Regions from separate parts of the Mus musculus genome. Here region 1 is linked to region 2. A link is a contact called in public HiChIP or PLAC-seq data. All regions are on one chromosome and are shown on one strand. The core of a region is the stretch at or near the end of the contact, and the rest is flanking DNA. Distances in the headings are between cores, read along the strand shown.

Region 1 (3,495 bases), core at 921-3,420, 1.3 Mb before region 2:
TGAACTTGGAGCTCTGCCACACCCTTACAATTCTGCCTTTGGGACTTTGCTGCTGCTACTGCTACTGGTGACAGAAGAGTTTCAAGGAGACAGGTGGGGGCTGTGGAAGAATGGAGGTCCTAGAAGCCATAGCAGTGGCAGTAACCATTTATGTATTTCAGTGTTTAAGTGCTCTGCCTGCATGTATGCCTGCATGACAGAAGAGGGCATCAGATGTGATTATAGATGGTTGTAGTTGCTGGGAATCGAACTCAGGACCTCTGGAAGAGAAGCAGCACTCTTTCTTAACCGCTGAGCCACTATCTTCCTAGTCCCTGGGATAGCCATGTAATCACAGTGAGGAGTCAGGGTAGGTCTAAGCGGCCCACCGTGTTGGTGTTGGTGTTGGTGCTGTGATGGCGATGGTAACCACAAAGATGTTCCTGGTGAGGATGAGGGAGGCGATTAGCAGTGATTGACTTGGTTCTGGCACTACACACCGAATACATGTGATGCACATGCCAAGCCTATGCTTTATCACGGAGCAATACCCTTAGCTCTGTCAGCATGCATGCATGTTTTGTTTGTCTGAGCAAACTGGATTTTACTGTATAGCCCTGGCTGGTTTAGAATTTGCCATGTAGACCAAACTGGCCTGGAACTCAGAGAAGGGCTTAGATTAAAAGCTAAAGGCATATGCCAGCTCACCTAGCCTCTTTCGAGAGAGACAGGGTTTCTCTGTGTCGCCCTGACTGTCCTGGAACTCACTTTGTAGACCAGGCTGGCCTCGAACTCAGAAATCCACCTGCCTCTGCCTCCCAAGTGCTGGGATTAAAGGTGTGCGCCACCACCGCCCGGCTTTGTTAATGTTTTGAGTGAAGTATGACATTAGGGAGAAGATCAGATCGGTGCTGTCCCTCACTACAGCAGGTAGACATTTCCTCACCTTAAACAGCCAGGCCCTCTTGGAAGCATAGGAAGTACCCCACTTGTGAGTCAGGTGACCCTCAGTAGTATCCCAGCAGCCCTCTGATACCCACCTAATGCACACAGTCAGCCAGCCAGTGGGTCAGAGGAAGAGTGGCTCTTCTGGGAGTTGTAGCCAGGAAAAGGAGAGGATGGAGGAAGAAGAAAAGAGAAATGGAAAAGGAAGACAGGAGGAAAGAGGGGTAGGAAGGGGAGGAAGAAGACAAATGGAGGACTGAGTGGGGAGAGAGCAGAAGGCAGAGAGAAAGAAAGGAGGAAGACAGAAGAGAAGGGAGAGAAGAGGAGGGAATAGGAGATGGAGGACAGGGAGGAAGCAGAGGACAAAGAGGGCCAAAGCCTCCTGGGACCACAGCAAGAGTGTATGGGGAAGGGCTGAGAAGTGGTTCTGGCTGATGAGGCCATGACCTTGGGGGATGGGCTGCTCAGAGGGACCCTTCCTGGGGTCAGGGGAGGCTCTTGCTCAATTGTTGAGATTTGAAAGCAAGTGCCCTTTTCATAGCAGAGGGGTGGGGGGTATGCCTTGAGTCGTCCTCCTGTCATCTGGGTTCTCTGGAATATGGCACTGTAAAGGGAAAGTCTGTGAGGACCGCTGGCTTGAAATGAGACTTACTGGTGTTTGAGGTGATCACTTGGAGCATTTGGCTAGCTGGACAGAGCTAGTGGCTGGGCTGCACCCACTTGACCTACTCTGGAGGTAGCCATCTGTCGGAAGGTCCAGAAGTGCCAACCGTCCCAAGGGCTGCACCGCCACCTGCTGAGAGGCCTGGGCCATCCCAGGTCCTTCGCCGCTGGGCCGTGGCTGGCAGCAAGTAGGAAGGAGGAACGCGGAAGGGGGCGCGCAGGTGAGTGCTAGCTGGTTGCTCCCCTGCGCTCCAGCCCTTCTCACCAGGGAGTTGAATGCCCGGGTAAACACCAGGCGCGATGTGCGCCGTGTATCCACGGAGAGACAAAGCCAGGGCGGGGCGGGGGCGCCGCCCGCGATGCCAGGGCGGGGGTGCAGGGTGCAGAGCAGTCTCCCCTGGCGCGGGTTGCCCACCGCCTGGGAACCCTGAGCCCTGCCCGCGGACAGGTGGAGCGGGGGCGGGGCGGTGGCCGGGAGGGTCCCGCCCCGGAGGTGGGGCCGGGCGGGCCCGGCGGGGCGGGGCCGTGCTATGCAAATGTCGCCCACGGGCGGCCAATTGCCTGCGCTCCGCGCGCGGCTCCGAGCGTCCCGTCCCGCCAGCGGCCTCGAGACCTGAGCAGCTAGGGAACAAACCGCAGCGGTCCAGGGAGCCCCGAGCGCAGCGTAGAGCCAGGGTACGCTTCGAGGACCCGCGCAGCCCCGCTCGGTCTCCGGGCCCTAGTCAGACAGCCAGGCAAGCGCAGCGCCACCCGGCCGAGCCCAGCGCAGCGCTCTGTAGCCTAGCGCGCGCCACCGCCCGCGCCCCGCACCGGGGAATGCGCCCTCGGCGCGCAGGCCAGGGGGCGCCCGCAGCCCGCCCCGGGGGAGGCGGCCCCGAGCGCCCCTGAGCCTTTCCATGGCCCGGGCTAGGGCCCGGGGCCTCGGCTGCTGACGTGCACGAAGCCAGGGGACCCAGTGAAGCCGAGTCCGCGGTGCGGATCCCGGCTCAGGCTAAGAGACAAGAGGGCGCGGACAGGGCCGTGGCCCGGGGGGGGGGCAGCTAAAGCGGACCGGCCGGACGCGAACCTCTCCGCTGCTGCGGCGGCCACCGCTGCCCGGGCGCCCAGGCCCCGCCGCCGTGGACGAGGTGAGTACGGAGAGAACACGACCTCCCGACCCCACTAGGATCCGCGGCACTGCAACTCCTTAGAAGTGCGCGAGGTCTGGCGAACCGTGGCACACTGTCTGCGGGTACCAGGCGACAGAACTAGGATGTGCTTCATACCTGTCCCGGCGTCCTGAACCTCCCCGGTTCCCGGGCGCTGTAAAGATGTGTGTGTGACTAGGTGATGTGGCCTGCGGGATCACTGGTGTGTGAATTAACTTTTTCCACCCCCGCAAGGTTTTGGGTGGGTACCCTTACCCTCGTTGAGTGGGAGTTCGGATCCTTCTGTTTTAGTCCTCTGCTGACGCCTGCACTCTTTCCCAAACGGCGCGTTTGCACTGCCACAGTGTCTCTAATCTGAAGACCAGGTCAGCCCCAGGGGAAGGTCTAAATTGGAAGCCCCCACGTGGAGGGTCGCCCGGAACCGCAAGACAAGGGGATCTGTTTCCAAATGGGCTTTTCTTTCAGCCATTTGCCGATCTCCTGGCCCCCAGCTGCCTCTCGGTCCTTCTCCGGTTCAGGGGTCTCGGTGTAAGTGAGGTGTTGTTAAGTTGGAAGAGCCTGGGGTCAAGCCCCAGTTTGAACCACGGACCCTAGTGGTGAAGTGGGCAAGGGACCATGGGGGGTGGCGGGTTGTCTAGAGCAGGTGAGGTAAGGAAAGTGTCAAGATGAAGAGTCCTTTGGAACTAAGGCTGGGGTCCCAGCCGGACCTATAACTCCTCATTCTTGAAATAGGTGCATTTTGCCACCAGACCATTAACAT
Region 2 (3,188 bases), core at 565-3,064:
AGAGCACCTGAGGTCAAGTACCAGCTCCTTTCTCTTCCATACCTCCCACATACATCAACACACCTGAGTGCTTGCTCAGTAGTGGCCAATGGGCAAAGAAAGGCCAACAAACCCATCGCAGGCCAGCACCTGTAGGTCAGCAAACCCCTATTCCAAAGAGAGAGGAGCCAGAACACCTATGGGCCTGTCAGAGGCAGAGTCCAAGCAACCACACTTGGGGAGGGTGGTGTGAAGTCCCTTTCCCCAGCAAGAGGGGAACCGGGTACTAGCGATTCACCTTCCCTGGACAAGCACCCGACACACTGCATGTGACTCAAAGAGAGGGGCCACGGGGGCTAGACAAGGACAGGAGAGACAAGGAACACCATGAAGCTAGACATGGCCCTGCGGCACCCGAGGGTGCCGCAGGACTCCCCTCCCCTCCCAGCCTGTCTGCTGCCAGCAAGAGGCCATTTTGGAATGTTAATTGGAAACACCGGCTGCAGCCAATAGCTCCCCTCACCCCCTGGCCCGCAGGCAAGCTGCCTGTCTCCCCCTTCCATAAACTCAGGGGCAGCGAACTGAGGCCCATTCCCCATTCCCCAACACACACACACACTCACACCTGGGCCACTGCCCACACATCTGCAGAAGTGCCTCCAAGCCGTGATTCTGATTGATAGGGGCCATAGTGGGATCCCAGAGAAACCATCATAAACGGGCCCATGCACTGGAGGGTGGGTGATACTGAAAAAGGTACCTTCCCGATCCTATCTTCCTAATGACATAAATTCCTGTGGGCCCTGCTCTTTTCTGGGTTCCAGTACCGATCTCTCCCTTCCTCCGAGCTCAACTGGAGCCTGTGCGCTGTTGTCTACCCATCCACAGAGAAAAAAATTAAATAGGAAAGGGAAAGTTTGTTTCAGCCACTGAACGGTGCTGAGAAAGAGAACACAGATCGGGTTCCCTGTGCCTGGCTAAATCCACACCTTAGGGGATGGCTCCCAGAAGGGCGGATTCGGACCAGGGGCGACGTGGCGCCCGGCCTGGCCAAGCGAGTGGAAAGGAAACAGCCTGCAGCGAGGGCGCCAGGGAGCAGAGGCGCAGCCCCAATACCGCCTGGGGTCTAGGTTCTGTCCTCACCTTGGAGGTAGTAGGCCTGGCAGCCGTCGTCTCGCAGCTTCTGCAGGAGCAGGCCGAGAACGGAGGCGGGGGCGCCGGGCTCGGGCTGCCACTCCGCCGTGGCCTCGTCGTAGAGCAGCACGGTGGCCGCCTTGCAGCGCGTGGCGAAGCGCTCCTTGTCGGCATGGTTGGGAATGATGGAGCGGATGGGCAGGTTGCCTTTGCGCAGGCGGCGCAGCATGAGACCCGGGATGGCCAGGTTGATGGCCGTCTCAATGTGCGACGATTCGAAGAGCTCGTGCGGCCGGCAATCTAGCAGCAGCAGGGACGCGCCACCGCGCGCCTCCAGCTCCTCCTGCAGCCACTCGGCGCTCTTGCAGGGCATGGCCCCCGCTCCCGTCGTCGCTCCCGCTCCGATGCCTGCGCCGGACCCAGATCCCGCACCGGGCTCCGACCCCGCCCGAGTGCCCCCAGCCGCCGCCGCCGCCGCCGCCCCCGAAGTCGACATGTGCGCCCGCACTGGGGGCCCGCGGAGCTGGTTTTTCATGGGGATCCCGGGGCCGGGGCCGGGGCCGGGCAACCCAGCCCTGGGACGGCGCCCCGGCCGCGCTGGCCCCAGCCGCGTCTCCGGGCGCCCGCCTCCCGCCGAGCCGCGCGCCCGCCGCCCCGGCCTCCCAGCCTCCGGCCTCAGTCCCGCCCGGCCGGCCCTCCGCGCGTGCCGCGGCCTGACAGCCCCAATTAAACCGCGGCTCCGGCGGCCGCGCGCCCGGGCGTCCTCCGGGAGGCGGGGCCGTGAGGCCGGCGCCTGGGCTTAAAGGCACCGCGCCTCCGCAGCCCCTCCCCCGCAAGCGGCGCGGGAGCGCCCTCGGCCGGCTCCTACGGGCCCGCCTAGCCGGGACCTGGCTACCACCTGCCCAGGGGCGAGCCAAGGCGGCCTCGCAGATCTCTGGCTGAGCGCCTACATCTGTGCCTTGCAGAAAGGCTGCACTGGGACCCCACCTAACATTTACAGAAGCAGAATTTCTTCAGGATTGGGGGCAGGGGGCGGTCACCCAGAGCCAGTCTTCCCTCCTCTTGTCTGTTATCCTCATTCATTCTCTGATAGCGTTCATTCAACAAATGGAAACTGAATTCCTACTACGTGTCGTGCTCTGTGTTAGGCGGTCTTAGTTTCAGATGACCGCATCATCCCAACCCTTGATGGCCATAGGTTCCAGACCTGAGTTGGAGGGTCTGCTGAGGGAATAGGTGACTTGGGTTGGGGGGGGGGTGTTCAAGGACCGCTCTCGCAAATCGCAGGCAGAAGTGGAGGAATTCTGAAAGGACCAACCCTGGGTAAGGGAACGCGAGCTCTTTAAGAAAGCTTTTACAAGTGCGGTGGTGACTGGCCCGGAGTGAAGCGCCACGTGACTTTCCTATTGGGGCGGGTAGGAGGGAGGGAGCGCTCCATAATCAGCTTCCCTTCGCCTACCTCTCTCTCCAGGCACCAATCAAGTTTCGCGGTAGGCGGGCACGCGCTCGGCAGATAGTCAATCGCCGCCGAAAGAGGCTGCGGGGAAAGGAGGCGGGTCCCGCGGCGGGTCCACCCAGCTGGAAGTGGGCGGGGCCTCGTCCAGCGTGCTGTTCGGGCTCTCAGGCGGGTGGGGCTCAGGAGGTACGTGGCTCTGCAGGTAGGGCTCAAACAAAGCGGCAGGACCGACCGCAAGGTTTTGACCAGACCAAGGCGGTCTTTCCTTGGAGGGAGCTGTTCCTCCCAAGCCCCGAGTGCATTCTCTTAACAGGCTGGGGATCCCAACTTGAGGCTTAGTCCCTCACTCCGTCCCGGGCTAGTCATCTCTGAGCCAACTTGACCCTAACCCGGGATTGCGGTGTCAGGGGTGTCCGATCGGGCTACAGTTTCAATCTCCATCTCCCAATTAAATGTTCTCCCCCCTCCCTTTTTTTCTCAGCCGCAGGAGCCCTCTTCTACATTCGCTTAGAGAAAGGCCACAGTAGGGCAGCCAGGGAGGGTCTTGTCAGGAGGGGTTGTAGATATAAAGAGCTGACCCTTTTGTGAGTACTGTCCTGGACACAGCTGGTAGACAGCT

What was found. HiChIP or PLAC-seq counts read pairs in DNA pulled down with a chosen protein or histone mark.
Region 1: a contact with region 2 is called in an HNF4G HiChIP or PLAC-seq map of pancreatic cancer cells. The contact joins the promoter of Sema3f here to the promoter of Dusp7 in region 2.

The regions. Positions count from the first base shown.
Region 1 is chr9:107,708,637-107,712,131 of GRCm38.p6, reverse strand. Sema3f (sema domain, immunoglobulin domain (Ig), short basic domain, secreted, (semaphorin) 3F) reads left to right here and starts at 2,170. Exons shown (of 18, transcript NM_001379496.1): 1 at 2,170-2,714.
Region 2 is chr9:106,367,258-106,370,445 of GRCm38.p6, reverse strand. Dusp7 (dual specificity phosphatase 7) reads right to left here and starts at 1,814. Exons shown (of 3, transcript NM_153459.4): 1 at 1,123-1,814. The coding sequence starts at 1,648.